Linked DNA regions of Sus scrofa: all the other regions are linked to region 1. The links are chromatin contacts, called in public Hi-C and HiChIP or PLAC-seq maps. All regions are on one chromosome and are shown on one strand. The core of a region is the stretch at or near the end of the contact, and the rest is flanking DNA. Distances in the headings are between cores, read along the strand shown.

Region 1 (2,700 bases), core at 122-2,621:
TTCTCCAGAAATCTTCACCTTAGTAACAAGACAGCATTGCTTCAGCAATTCCATAAACATTGTCATAGGAAGGTGACAAGTAAACGGATTAAAATGACAGTTTTTAACTTCAGGAAAATCATGATACAGTAGGTCCACTAGCATTTACCCACCAGCTTTGCTAAAAAATCAACATCTTTCCTAGTGGGGCAAGTGATGGAAGTTTGGGTAACATGCCAAGAGCCCAATTAGCTTGCAGGGGCTCTTACTGCGTTGTTACTCTTCTTACTTTTCGTGGGCCCTGCTGCCCTTTTCTTTAGTGACTTTTCAAAAAAGATTTGAAGCCAATCTGTGGCTCTTTTTAAAATGGATTTACTTTCACTTCTCTTGGAAAACTGGCAGATACAACACCAGGTATATATCATGAATCCCCGAGTCCAATACTAAATGTTATGTCAAATACAAATCTCCAAAGAGGTTGACGTGTTTTCATCGCATAACTGCGGGTGAACTAAGTCCCCCTGAGTTGGAAGTCTGGGGAGAATATTGTGGCGTCTTTCTTTGTCATTACTGTCTCGGTGTCTTTTCTAGGATTAACCTCCGTGATTCTGTTCAGAGCCCTAGTCCTCTTCAATCTTATTCGGTCTTCTTTGAAGGTGGGCAACAGGCCATCCCCAGTGGTCAAAATAGGTCTCTCGAGAAAGTTGCTGTCTTAAACTAGCCATGATAATAATTCCGCTTCTCCCTTCTCCCAATGTGGTCCTTTTTAAACTTCTTTCCCTCGACCTGTATCTTCTGAGGATTTAGAATGCGGGCCCCTGCCTAGATGTTGGGTCATTTTACCCCTACTAACCAGTAACACACAGAATCCTGGGACCACCAGCCCCCTTTCATTCACCGAGTCTTTCCAAACACCCGCCCCGCGCCCAGGCTCGGCCAATTATAGTACAGCTCCAAAGGGCTGAGCCGAAGACCCATTGGCCAATCAGAAAGGTTACAACACTGAATGACAAGCCACCCAACTAACCAGCGCCAAAGCAGCAGGCCTTGTTGAGGCTCACCCTGCACGACGCAAGAAGCGGCCAACCCCTGCAGAGCCGGAGACCATGGCGACCAATCCGCACCGGTGGGAGATCGTCTCCCGCCCCATCACGGTCGCCCAGCTTGCCCGCCCGCACCCCCTCCATTTCACCTGCTTCTCCTCGCCGGTCTCCTCCGAAGGGTTCTCTTCTTGTTTCTGGGACATGGCGGGGCCGGGACTGTGGAGTGTAGGGGACCCGGGAAGTCAACTGGAGAAGGGAAGGGGGAGGGGACACGGGACAACCTGCGCGGCTTGTTCGGCTCCTGTCACTAGGGTTGCTCAGTCAAAATGGCGGCTCTTGCCTGTGACGTTATGACCGCCCCTTCATGTGCGAGCCAATGGGAGCAGGATAGATGGGGCAATGACGTAACGATCTACCAATAGTTGCTAGCTAAATGTGGGGTCTGTGGAAGCGACGGGCAAGCTGGAAGGCCAATCTGCCAAGGGAATGAACCACAGGGACCAATTGGAAACCCGTGGGGGCTGTTAGGGGGCGGTACGGCTAGGTTTTTTTTTTTTTTTTTTTTTTTTTTTTGCTGCTCTGGTGGGGTCAGGCTTCCTCCGCTCCACCGCCCCGCGCGCAGTAGGCTTTGCTGGGCTTCAAAATGCAGGGCGAGAGGATGTAAGCCTTTTATTGTCAGTTAAAGAGGATTAAACTTTGCTCAGTGTTAGCAGAAAATGATCAATCTCCAGAAATTAATTTAGAGGTCAGAGTGGACTTTAAAGTGGTACTCCACACTACTCCAGTGTGTCACTTGCCATGTGGAGAGACTGAGTCGCCTTGCAGAACACAGATGGCTTACATTCCGTGGTTTTACTTTTATGTACAGTTTTTTTTACTTGTTCAGGGTCGTCCCATGAAGAATAAGCTTCTTTTGAAACAACAAATGTCTAGGTACATGGTAAACATTTAGTAAATACAGTTAACACTTGCTAACCTATCCTGGGTCAGAGTTCAACCGTATTTTTTTAGCATCTGTAGATGGCACTGTATTGTTTTTACAGGGGATACATATGTAGTAAGGCAGTGTCTGCTCTAGAAAGCTTAGTTTAGTGGGCATGTGGGGAGGGTTAGGTTTTTCACAGAGTGCCAGGTGTACCCTAAATCCTTGAGGTTAAATAGACATATCTTCCTAGAGTGTTGGTCAAAAAGCATATTTAAGTATTAAAACAGTCTAATAATAACACTGAAAAATTCACATTAAAATTTAATTTTGGGGTTCCTGTTGTGGCTCAGTGGTAACAAACCTGACCAGGATCCATGAGGATGCGGGTTCGATCCCTAGCCTCACTCAGTGGGTTAAAGATCCGGGGTTGCTGTGATCTGTGGTGTAGGTCGCAGATATAGCTCAGACCCCACATTGCTGTGGCTGTGGCATAGGCTGGCAGCTAAAGCTCGGATCCAACCCCTAGCATAGGAAGTTCCGTGGGCAGTGGGTGTGGCCCTAAAAAAAAATTAATATTCCAGGCAGCCTATTGTGACAGCCCTGGGGCTTTCCGTTCATTTTTTCTGTATAATTAGATATACTTCTAATGGAAAAGTTTGAGAAGCATAGAAAACACAGCTTTTATCATATGAGGCAAAGTCTGGTCAGCATTAAAATAAAACTGTTAATAAAAGTGGTATAGGGGTTCAAAGG
Region 2 (2,700 bases), core at 173-2,672, 360 kb after region 1:
GCCTCATTTAAAAAATAAACAATTTGGGGGAGTTCCCGTCGTGGCGCAGTGGTTAACGAATCCGACCAGGAACCATGAGGTTGCGGGTTCGGTCCCTGCCCTTGCTCAGTGGGTTAACGATCCGGCGGCGTTGCCGTGAGCTGTGGTGTAGGTTGCAGACGCGGCTCGGATCCCGCGTTGCTGTGGCTCTGGCGTAGGCCGGTGGCTACAGCTCCGATTCAACCCCTAGCCTGGGAACCTCCATATGCCGCAGGAGCGGCCCAAGAAATAGAAAAAAATAAATTAAAAAAAATAAAAAATAAAAAATGATAAAAAATAAACAATTTGTACTGATTTACAAATAGCTAATGGGTACCTACTATATGAGGCACTGAGCCAGACAACCTAAGGATGTAAACATGAATGAGATAAGATTTTGACCTTCAAATAAAAAGGGAAGCCGTAAATACCAGTTGGGACATTATGCCCTAAGTCCTTTAAAGAACAAGAGGAGGGAGTTCCCGTCGTGGCGCAGTGGTTAACGGATCCGACTAGGTACCATGAGGTTGCGGGTTCGGTCCCTGCTCTTGCTCAGTGGGTAGACGATCCGGCGTTGCTGTGAGCTTGTGGTGTAGGTTGCAGACGCGGCTCGGGTCCCGCGTTGCTGTGGCTCTGGCGTAGGCCGGTGGCTGCAGCTCCGATTCAACCCCTAGCCTGGGAACCTCCATATGCCGCGGGAGCGGCCCAAGAAATAGCAAAAAAAAAAAAAAAAAAAAAAAAAACCAAAAAAACAAGAGGATCTAGAGAAATCCAGAAAAGAGGGGAACCATGTAAATCTTCCCCATAGGGTTTGAAAGGCCCATCATCAACGACAAAAGCCAAAATCGAATACAAAATGGAGCAGTGATCTGTCCTTTTCTATGTCTACCTATTTTTGAAGGTCTTCTTTCCCAACTTGTCGCTGTCCTTCAGCTTACGGCGAAAGGTGGGTGCAGACAGGAATCAACTGTTTGGTAAACAAAGTGGCTAACTGGATTTGCAAACTCCCGTTCCATCCCCTTTCAGCACCTCCAACCCCCTCAAACAAGACTCCGATATCTGTTTCATTGAGTTGACAGCTCGGCTCTAGGCTCTTTACCTCTAGGCTGTAATTAGAAATGTGTCCGTCGGGCACCAGAGCTCAATTCACGCACAAATCCAGGCAACGTCCCAAACATCTTCGCCCGAGGTTGAGACAGAGAAACAGTTTCCTCTTCAACCTTAAACTGGCCCCTAAACTGGTTGCTTCTAGCTAAATGCAAACCCAAGGCAGAGATCAGTTTCTCTCAGTGGTTCGCCGGGATTCTTGGCGCCAAAACAAACCATCAGGTCCGTCCCCTACCGGAACTATATGACACGTAAGACGCGTAATCGACAATCCTCCGCCTCGCTAAATAGTCCCGTCTGAGATAACATAGATACGCACTACTTCACCTCAAAAGACTTTCGGAGAATAGAAAATGAGCCTCAGGGGTGCATCACCCTTCTGTTCGAGTGCAAATGTGGATTTTCTAACCACATTCTCTTCACAGATTCTTCCGCCAGAAATTATATTCGCCGTCTTCACTTCCGGGTCCGCCATTTTGCAGCCTCCATTTCTCCACGAGGGGGGGTTAAAGGCCCCCAAAATATGTATATATGAAAAGGCCAAAAAGTAACCATCATTGACAGGGAGCTTTAACTAGAGAAGGAAACAGGACCAAACTGGCGGGCTCGGCGAAAGCACAGCCGGCAGCGTCCCGGACGAGGAGGTAAGGAGGGAGGAGAGATGTCTGGGCTCTGGGGGGCGTCAGGGCTGGAAGGAAGACTGCCTTGAGAAGTTGCACCGCCTCCTAGCCCAGCCCCGGACCTCTGGGTGCAGACAGAGCGGCGCCCCTTCACTGGAACGGGGTTAGCTGGGGGAAGGGGACGAAGAGGAAGGGGATGCTGCCGGGAGGAAGGGGAGGGGACTAGGAGGAGGTGAAGAAGGGGGTGGGTGTAAGACCTGGGGCTGGGGAGCCGGACCGAGGGAAGGCAAGGCCACAGAGGTGACCACTAGGGGGCAGCGCGGAGCCCGATCCGGGGGTGGCCCTCTAGGCTGAGACCTTGGCTCCCTGCCACAAGTTGACTCTTCCAGAAAGACTGAACATTGCTGAGGCGCTGGGGGAGTTGTGATAGATGAGAAAACGGAGATTCTAATTCTCTGACCCGAGTGTTAGCCTTAAGATTATTAGTGAGCTCAGTAAACTGAGAAATAGCAGCAAGGGCCCCGCCTCCAGTTCTTGCAGGGTTGTTTGTACAGCTGGCGGCCCAGTGGGGACGTGTGCAATAGAAAAAGGAAAAAAGGTTGGCAAATCATGAGTTCTTCGATTTCATTTCTCCTTGCCATTAGCTTTCTCCTATTCTCACAGATTTTTTTTCCTTATTTTTTAGTTTATTGAAGTCTTGTTGCTTATAATATTGTGATAATCTCATAGATTTCCTTGAGTGAGCAGACATCATCCCATTCCTCTCCCTCTTACCAGAAGGACTTTTCTCTCTCAACTCTTTTTGTTTTTAATTTTTAAAATCAAAATGTCATGCGGAAGTTCCCTGGCCAGGGATCGAAGCCACACCACAGCAATGACCCAAGCTGCTGCAGTGACAACGGGGGATCCTTAACCCTCTGTGCCAGAAATATATTCTTTTTCGTGTTATTTTCCG
Region 3 (2,700 bases), core at 160-2,659, 310 kb after region 1:
AGAAACTGGGCAAAGTTGGATGGGCTAAGTCTTCAGAATAGAGGCAGGAAGCGTGATGGAGAATTTCTCCTCTTCAAGGTACCTGCCTGGTGCTCCTTCAGAGCAGGAGAGAATGAGGGAGCACAGGTACTCAAACAAATCAGGATTTCTCTTTCTTTTTCCTCTTAAATCCAACACATTTTCTCCAGCTGGAATTATCCTCTGGTGGTGAGTGAGAGGTAAAGCAGCCCAGACCCACCCCTAGCCAGCGGCAGTAAGTAGCCAAAAGTTGGAAGAAGCATATACAACTGGTACCCAGCTTCCACAAGACGCCCCCCACCCGCACTCCCTAGGAACTTTACTCTCCCCTCAAGTGCTTTACTGTCCCCCTCTAATCTCTTTCTCGCTCTGATGCAAATCGTCACAGAACTAATGGTTTAGAAGTTCTCCTCAGAGTTAAGTCAACGACGGTGCCTTGTCTACGTGCTAGCAAGGGAGAGGGGGAAGGTGTCATTAAAAGGAAGAAATACAGGGACCCAAGCAGCGTCTTTTACATATTCCTTCTGCCTGAACGCCTCTCAAAATCTAAACGTGTAGAGACCCAACGTGGAAGAACAGTCAGTGTCACCTCCCCAGGGCTAAAGAGGAAACAGAGGACTGGGGATTAGGAGAAGAGGTGAAGGAAATGGTTCAAAGTTTTTACCTTAAAGAAGTGGGTGCTGTTCCAGGACACAGAAGGAGGGTGCAGCTCTGGCAATACGATGGGGCAGGTGGGTGCAGTGAGGGGCGCCACCACACTCCCAGCTGCCTTCCAGCTGTCAAAGCCAGAGCTCGCACAGGTTTACACGGGTTTGTGCGCAGCAGTCTTGGCCGGATGGTGGCCACTTCCGGACTCACGCCCACGGCCGGCCGGGGGCACTGGAAGAGGGTGGAGACCGGCAGGAGTGCAGCCCAGGTACTCCCAGGTCGCTCAGAGCGTCTCCAGGATTTCTGAGTCGCCGAGTCTAGGGCGTGCGCTCCAGGCCCAGTCTAGCGAGCTGGTTTTCAAAGGAAGTTTGTGGGTTTTCTTTTTTCTTCTTTCTCTCTCTCTCTCTCTCTCTTTCCCGTCGGGACAAAGAAAAATCAGTCAAGGACAAGCTTCTGGGAGGAGGAGGAGCCAGGCCAGCACTGGAGGATTTCCATTAGGGCTTTCTGACCTGGTCAGCAGCTTGGTGATCAGCAGTGAGAGAGAGAGAAACAGGAGAGAAAAACAACAGACCCTTTCTCCTCCCTCCGCCTGCCGCTGGAAGGGACGGAGCGCTTGTGCCTCTCTGGTGAGAAGAGGGAAAAGCAAGGGCCCTTGCTGAGTGGGGAGGAGGAGCAGGGCCGGACAGCAGCAGCTTGTTGGATCTGGGCTTTCTCTCTAGGTACAAAAGTCCTTTGCTCTGGATCCACAGAGGCAGGCCAGACAGCGTGATATTAGCATAATTACTCATTTAAAGTGAAAAATCCTTATCCTTTCAAAATCCTTACTATATCTCTTTTTTGTTTGTTTTTTGTTTTTTAGGGCCGCACCTGCGGCACATGGAAGTTCCCAGGCTGGGATCTAATCAGATCAGCAACAAAGGATCTGAGCTGCATCTGCCACCTACACCACAGCCTACGGCAATGCCAGGATCCTTAACCCACGGAGCAAGGCCAGGGATCGAACCCGCAACCTCATGGTCCCTAGTCGGATTCGTTTCCGCCGCACCGCAACAGAAACTCCCTCACTTTTTTTTTTTATAGTTAATAATGATTTTTATTTTTTCCATTATAGCTGATTTACAGTGTTCTGTCAATTTTCTGCTGCACAGCAAGGTGACCCAGTAACACATACACGTATTTGCTCACTTTTTTAGTCTAGAAACCAGTTGGGCTATGCCCCTGGTAGTGCAGAGAGGGTGTGTAAGAAGCCCCAGGCTCTGGGAAGAGTGAAGCAGGGAGAAAACTAGCTGAGCAAGCAGGAGCTTCAATATCCCTCTGCTCCGGTCCTTGTTCCCACCACAGGCCTCAGCTTCTCATCTATCACCTCCTCTCAATTCCGAGCTTGGGGAGCAGGAAAAACTGGTGTGAGGTTGGTGGTAGGAAACAAAGGGATTCATTAATAAATGAGGGAACATTTGATGAAAAGAGTACATTTATCACGGAGTTCCCATTGTGGCACAGTGGTTAACGAATCCGACTAGGAATCATGAGGTTGCGGGTTCGATCCCTGGCCTTGATCAGTGGGTTAAGCTGTGGTGTAGGTCACAGACAAGGCTCAGATCCCATGTTGCTGTGGCTCTGGCGTAGGCCGGCGACTACAGCTCCGATTAGACCCCTAGCCTGGGAACTTCCATATGCCACAGGAAGCGGCCCTAGAAAAGGCAAAAAGACAAAAAAAAAAAAAAAAAAGCACATTTTCTGCAGTATTCTGCACTACCCTGGGGCTGGAAGGTGGTAGTTAAATGTGGTTGGAACCCAACTCTACATTCTGAAAGGTTCCCCCAAGCTCTACTTACATGGCTGCTCCAGGATGAAACTTCAAACAACTCTGAAGGCTGCAGGGGCATTTGGAACAATTAGGGAGGCAGGTGAGCAGAAACCCAAGTTACAACAGTCCGGAAAAAGAAAGAGAATTTGCTGACGCTATAGAAAAAAAGAGGCTATAGAGTTGTAATGGCAGCAACTGGAGTTGGCAAGAGGCTGTAGGAATTAAGA
Region 4 (2,700 bases), core at 62-2,561, 280 kb after region 1:
GGCCACGCCGCGCGGGCCGGCTGCCAGGCAGAGGGCTCTCGCGCAAGTGATCCCCGGGCTTCTCTACTTTCCAACAAAGGGGCTCCGCCGTCCGCTAGCGGCCCCGCGGCCCCACCTCCTGTTCCATACCTGTTGCCCAGGAGGGCTCCTCCGGGCTCCGGGCGGCGCGCCCAGGCGCCCGGCCAGTCTGCCCTCGGGCGGCGCTGGGGGCCCGGCCGCTCCCGCGAGGCGCTCCGGCCCGCCCTCCCCAGGCCGGCCGCCATGAGCGCGCCGGGCAGAGGCCCCGAGCCCGCGGCGGCGCCCCGCGCCCGGCCGCCCGAGGGTGTGCCCCCGGGCCCCTCTGCCCTCCTCAGCCCGCTCCCTTCCCCACCGGGCCCAGTCCGCCGAGCCGCGTCCGCGCGGCCCCCAGTTCTCGCAACTTTTCCGGGCCTCGTCCCGCCCCACCCCTGCGCGCGGCGCCTCGGGCTCCCGGGCTGGGGTCCCGACTCACTCGGCGGCGGCGGCGGCGGCGTCGCGGAGCTGGCCCGGCCGGGAGCCGCTGCTCCGTCTCTCTTCTCGTCCGAGCTCCGGGCCCCCTCCGAACTGGCTCCGCTCGCTCCTCTCCTCCCCCTTCCGCCCGCCCGCCTGCCCGCTCGCTCCCTCCCTCCTTCCTCCTCCGCCCGCCGCCCGCCGAGCCCAGCCGAGCTGAGTGCGAGCCCAGCCAGCCAGCCCGGGAAAGAAAGGCCGCGAGCAACACAGGAGCCGGGAGACTGGGCGTGGGCCTGCGGCCCGGCGACGGAAAGGGAGAGAAGGGCGGGCGGAGGGGCCCGGGCCTCCGCGCGGGGCAGCCGCGCCCAGCCCCCGCCGCCTGCCGCCGCCCCCTTCCCGGCCCGGGGACCCGAGCCCTTGCGGCGCGGGTTCTGCAGCCGCGCCCACTGGCATCCTGGCATCGAGGGAGAAGCCCCCCGATGAGGGCAGGCAGTGTGGGTTCTCTCCCAGCCCCTTGTCTCTCCGTTAAAGGTTAGATGTAGCCCTGGGGAACCGCGGGACAGACCGGGGACCGCAGAGCGGTATTGCCCCTGCCCCACCCCACCCCGGCCACCCCCAACTGCGGTCCCCGACCTGCACCCGGCTGCAGCCCCCGGTTCCCTCTGCGCGACCGACTGCCACACTTCTCACCTCCAGCCCTACTGGGAGGCAGGAGGGGGCGCAGCCCCTGAGAGTCCTTTCCAAGTGCCGCGCGCCGAGGCCGAGCGCCTCGCCAAGGCCGACCCAGGCAGCGGGCCCTCGAGATTCCGCTGTCCTTCCAGCGCGGAGCCCGCTACCCCTAGGGCGTCCCCCGCCCCAGCCCGCCGTAAAACCCACAGCGTTTCCACCCAGTGCTGTTTAAAACCTACCCGCAGTGGTACACATACCCTCCTGTAGTAGACTCTGAAGGAGCCAACCTCCAACTTTTTAATGTAAAATGCGTTCGAGTTTGCCATCTAGACCACGTTTATCCGTATTTAAATTCATATTGTAAAATGTTTTTCCCTTAGTCTGGTAAAAGCAATGTTTCAGGAAGATGCAAAATGTTTATCCTACAAAATTGGCCTTGATTCGTACAGAGGACAGAGTGTGACCAAAATGTGTCTAAGGGTTTGTTTAGAGAGGGCCCCCTAAGTAGAGGTAATTGAATTCTTTACGGTAATGAAATGGTGCTTTTTATACTGTCACAATTAGAACCTCTGACAGTGGCTGGTTTCAAAGTTTATCTAGTCAAGTTCAGGGGCTTTGACAGTTCTGTTAAGAAAGAATGTATGACCTCACTAATCCAGTTTGAGACCCTTGCTTAAGGCTCTTTCTGGAGAAGGAGGCAGAAGCTGACCTCCAAACATTTCCTTTGCTCTTTGCGGTGAGAGGCCCCAGCCCATGCCAACCTACCACTAGGGAATTCAGACCTGTTGGTCCATTCCCTGGACTCTTCAGCCTTCTTTAGCCCGGTTTTCCAGTTCCCAACAACCACTCTAGCCCTTTATTCCTTTGCCCCAGGCTAAACTCCTTTAATAGCATATCATATTAGCATACCATATCCGGCTACCCCTTCCCTACTGTTACTGCCCCTCCCTCAATCTCCCAATTCCACGGTTCCCTCTACCTTTTCTCCCCCCTTTTTTGGCCGCCCTGTGGCATATCCAACATATCCAGAGGTCACATCCAACCTGCAGTTGTAGCTGTCACAACACTGGATCCTTAGCCCACTGTGCTTGCGTGCCAGTGCTCCCAAAATGCCACTGATCCCACTGAGCCCCAGGAGGACCTCCTCCCTCTACCTTTTTTTTTTTTTTTTTTTTTTTTTTTTTTTTGCCTTTTCTAGGGCCACTCCCATGGCATATGGAGGTTCCCAGGCTAGGGGTCTAATCGGAGCTGTAGCCACCGGCCTACACCACAGCCACACAGGATCCGAGCTGAGTCTGCAACCTACATCACAGCTCACGGCAACGCCGGATCCTTAACCCACTGAGCAAGGGCAGGGATCGAACCCGCAACCTCATGATTCCTAGTTGATTCGTTAACCACTGTGCCACAATGGAAACTCCTCTCTCTACCTTTCTTACGTGCCTTCCCCAGATTCCCTTTTCCAGCAGGGTTCCAGTGTCTCCTCTTTGGGCCCTGGCTAAACTTTGAGTAAGCTCTCTACTCCCGCCCCATGTCTGTCCTACTTGGTTCAAACCTTTTACT
Region 5 (2,700 bases), core at 200-2,699, 300 kb before region 1:
CGTTGGCTTTAGGAGTGTTTTAGCCAATCCCAGAGTAAGGAATGGGCTGGAGCAGGAGAAGTAAGAATTGAAACAAAGGCGCCAGAGTTTGTGTAGCAACTACCAAGGTGGGGGTGGGGGGTGGTCTCTCTCTCTCTTTTTTTTTTTAACCTATAAGAGTCCTCTTGACACTACTCCAAATCAGCCTGGTGACAACAGAAATATCCACAGTAGAACCAAAGATATAAATAAAGGCGAGTCCCTGGAGTTTGCCTCCTCTCCTAGATACCAGGGCCTTTGTCCACTTGGGAAGCACAAGGGCCTGGAGGAGCCGCTAACTCAGAACTGAGAAGGTGCTGATTTGGGGCTAAGACACCTTTGTGAAACATTTTTCAGCTGTGTAGCAAAATCCTAAAGCCCACCAGCAGAGAAACACTTCCCAGAAGAAATCAATCACACGTGAATACTTGGAACGAAAACATTAAAAATGAAAGAAATTTTAAAGACAACCAGGAGGTGGCGCCTGGCAAGACACACTACCTGCCTTGGGAGGCTGCGCTGCAGCTGGCCGCTCTGACAACTTTGTCCTGGCAGAGGTCACTCTGTCCGGGCCCTGGGCCTCTCCTTTTCTATTTTGTGAAAGTTGTCTCTGCTTTCTTTCTTTTTCTATTCCTCTGTGTTTACTCTCCTGATCCCCAGGAAGTCTAATTTACACTTTAAGCCTTTTATTCTTCTTAGATGGGATGAGTGGCACTTTGGGAGAACTTCAAAACATAAAATTTATCCATAAGGGAAAATTAATTTGGAGGGTAATGAGAGAATTAAAAAGGAATGACATCTGCAAAATGGCTTTGCTTTGCAGATCAACCACAATGGACAGAAAAGCATGGCGGGCTCCTGCCTCCGCAAGGGCTGATGACCTCGCATATGCGTTATTCTGTTCACGTGTCTTTTATCCCGCTTCCTAGTTTAGCTTCTGCTCCTCTTGTTTTGGCTAGGGATTACTACTTGGCAGGAGCAAGGAGGGCAGAGGGAGCTCAAAAGGGTGCATTCTCCTGGCTGTGACTCCGGTGAAGGGGTTTCAGTGTCTGGCCAGGAGTTATCTGTGGGCTTCACATTCCATAATGAGGGATTTAGGATGTGCATTCCAGTCGGGATTTCCAGTCCTGTGGGGGAACAAGCACCAGCCCACATTCCTGAGACTCGGCAGCCTCTATGCTCCACTCACCCAGCTTTTTGGTGGCAGGTTTCACCCAGTCCCCAAAGTCCTGCCTCAGCCCTTTGTTGGGCAGGAGGAAAGACCCTGGGCCCCTCTCCCTCTTCCACTCCAACTGGATCACATGATCACATGGTCTCTCTCTGCTCCCTCCCCTCTTTTTCTCTGGAGTCCGCCTTTTTTTTTTTTTTTTTTTTTTTTTTTTTGATGGTGGTTGTGATTGTTTCTAAGGTCTCCCTGCCTCTCCTCCTGTCCTGGCCACCCTGCCAGGGGTCAGTGTCCTCTTCAGTGACAAAAGCCGCCCTAGATCTGGGCTCCCTGGGGAGGGAGGTGGTTGGGTCTGGCAGTTGGAGCCGCTGTCTCTCCATGGTGCTGCTGCAGCCCTTCCCCCCGCTGGGCACACAAATGGGCTTTATCCAGCAAACAAAACCACCCCCCACCCAGGCCGCACAGGCACGTGGACCCAGGCCTCACCGTGGGAAGGGGGTGGTGACAGGCGCAGAAGAAAGAGATCTCTCCAAACAAGTTCTCTTCGCCTCACTTCTCTTCCTTATTTTCCACAATCCAGATTTCAGTCCTTGACTTCTTCCCCTCCACCCGCACCCTGAGTCTCCCAACTCCTTCTGGTTACCTCGGTCCTGACTCTGGACTCTTCCTGGGCAGCTCACATTCTGCAGCGGATTGGAAGCAGATCCTCCCAGGGAAAAAGCCAGATGGAGAATGAGAACCCAGGGTCCCCCAAGGGGGCTGGATGAGACCCCCAGGGACTGGACCCCCGAGCCCTCCTTTCCTGCCTCCACCCACTCCAGGGGACACCCTTCTGAACAGTGTCTGTGTGAATAGCAAAGGAAGGAAGAGCTCACCCCAGCTGGGCTCCTGAGCCAGGGCCAGGGCTCCTGTGAAACCCGCCGCGTGCGCTCCGCTCTGAGCTGGGCCATCCTGCATGCTTAATGGGCTATTTAAGGAGTTGTTCGCCAGCAACCCAGTCAACCCCCCCTCCCCACGTACACCCGTCCAGAGCCACCTTAAAAGCAGGAGGCAGTTGTGAAGTTGCTGGCCAGCAAGTGGAGTGAAGACTGCAGAAGGAGATAAAAAAGAAAGAGGGCAGCAAAAGATTTGTCCTGGACACCCAGAAACTCACGGTCCCCCACTGAAAACCAAATCCCCTGGAAGCCTGCAGAGACACAAAGACAGCACGAGAAACAGAGATAAATACACTCAGCCTCAGGAAACTCCTCTTCTCTCTCTCTCTCTTTCCCTCTCTCTCTCACCTCCCAGCCCTCTCCCTACCCTAGTCCTCTGGTCTCCAAACTCCTAGTACCTTGTGCTCCCTCCGGAAATACCATGTTGGTCTTCATCCTCCTGCTAAAGGTGATGTGGATCCTGGCTGCAGAAGACGGTAGGTACATCTGGATGTGTGTCTGTCTGTGCTGATGCACACATGTTGCCATTGCATGCTTAATGGAGAAGGAGGAGTGTACAAGGTAGCCTGGGGGCTAGATTAA

What was found. A called contact is a pair of places that touch in the nucleus more often than the background predicts. HiChIP or PLAC-seq counts read pairs in DNA pulled down with a chosen protein or histone mark.
Region 2: a Hi-C map of liver shows a contact between it and region 1, with 2.0 times the contacts expected there. The contact joins the promoter of GABPB2 here to the promoter of ENSA in region 1. A contact is called at or near these places in 2 of 47 Hi-C or Micro-C datasets (heart right ventricle and liver).
Region 3: a Hi-C map of liver shows a contact between it and region 1, with 7 times the contacts expected there. The contact joins the promoter of MINDY1 here to the promoter of ENSA in region 1. A contact is called at or near these places in 3 of 47 Hi-C or Micro-C datasets (fetal heart ventricle, heart right ventricle and liver) and 2 of 2 datasets of contacts at active chromatin or transcription factors (alveolar macrophages and skeletal muscle).
Region 4: an H3K27ac HiChIP or PLAC-seq map of skeletal muscle shows a contact between it and region 1, with 2.8 times the contacts expected there. The contact joins the promoter of CERS2 here to the promoter of ENSA in region 1. A contact is called at or near these places in 2 of 5 promoter capture datasets (fetal skeletal muscle and liver), 1 of 47 Hi-C or Micro-C datasets (liver) and 2 of 2 datasets of contacts at active chromatin or transcription factors (alveolar macrophages and skeletal muscle).
Region 5: a Hi-C map of skeletal muscle shows a contact between it and region 1, with 2.7 times the contacts expected there. The contact joins the promoter of CA14 here to the promoter of ENSA in region 1. A contact is called at or near these places in 2 of 5 promoter capture datasets (fetal liver and liver) and 7 of 47 Hi-C or Micro-C datasets (embryonic fibroblasts, heart right ventricle, mesenteric adipose tissue and 4 more).

What each region holds. Positions count from the first base shown.
Region 1 is chr4:98,526,573-98,529,272 of Sscrofa11.1, reverse strand. ENSA (alpha-endosulfine) reads right to left here and starts at 1,371. Exons shown (of 4, transcript XM_021089895.1): 1 at 1,172-1,371. The coding sequence starts at 1,225.
Region 2 is chr4:98,162,677-98,165,376 of Sscrofa11.1, reverse strand. GABPB2 (GA-binding protein subunit beta-2) reads left to right here and starts at 1,422. Exons shown (of 9, transcript XM_005663482.3): 1 at 1,422-1,769.
Region 3 is chr4:98,217,325-98,220,024 of Sscrofa11.1, reverse strand. It overlaps MINDY1 (ubiquitin carboxyl-terminal hydrolase MINDY-1), which reads right to left and starts at 1,409. Exons shown (of 10, transcript XM_001929665.7): 1 at 683-1,409. It overlaps PRUNE1 (protein prune homolog), which reads left to right and starts at 1,163. Exons shown (of 9, transcript XM_013997183.2): 1 at 1,163-1,292.
Region 4 is chr4:98,249,384-98,252,083 of Sscrofa11.1, reverse strand. It overlaps CERS2 (ceramide synthase 2), which reads right to left and starts at 1,311. Exons shown (of 11, transcript XM_005663490.3): 1 at 1,159-1,311.
Region 5 is chr4:98,827,683-98,830,382 of Sscrofa11.1, reverse strand. It overlaps CA14 (carbonic anhydrase 14), which reads left to right and starts at 1,449. Exons shown (of 9, transcript XR_002343445.1): 1 at 1,449-2,594.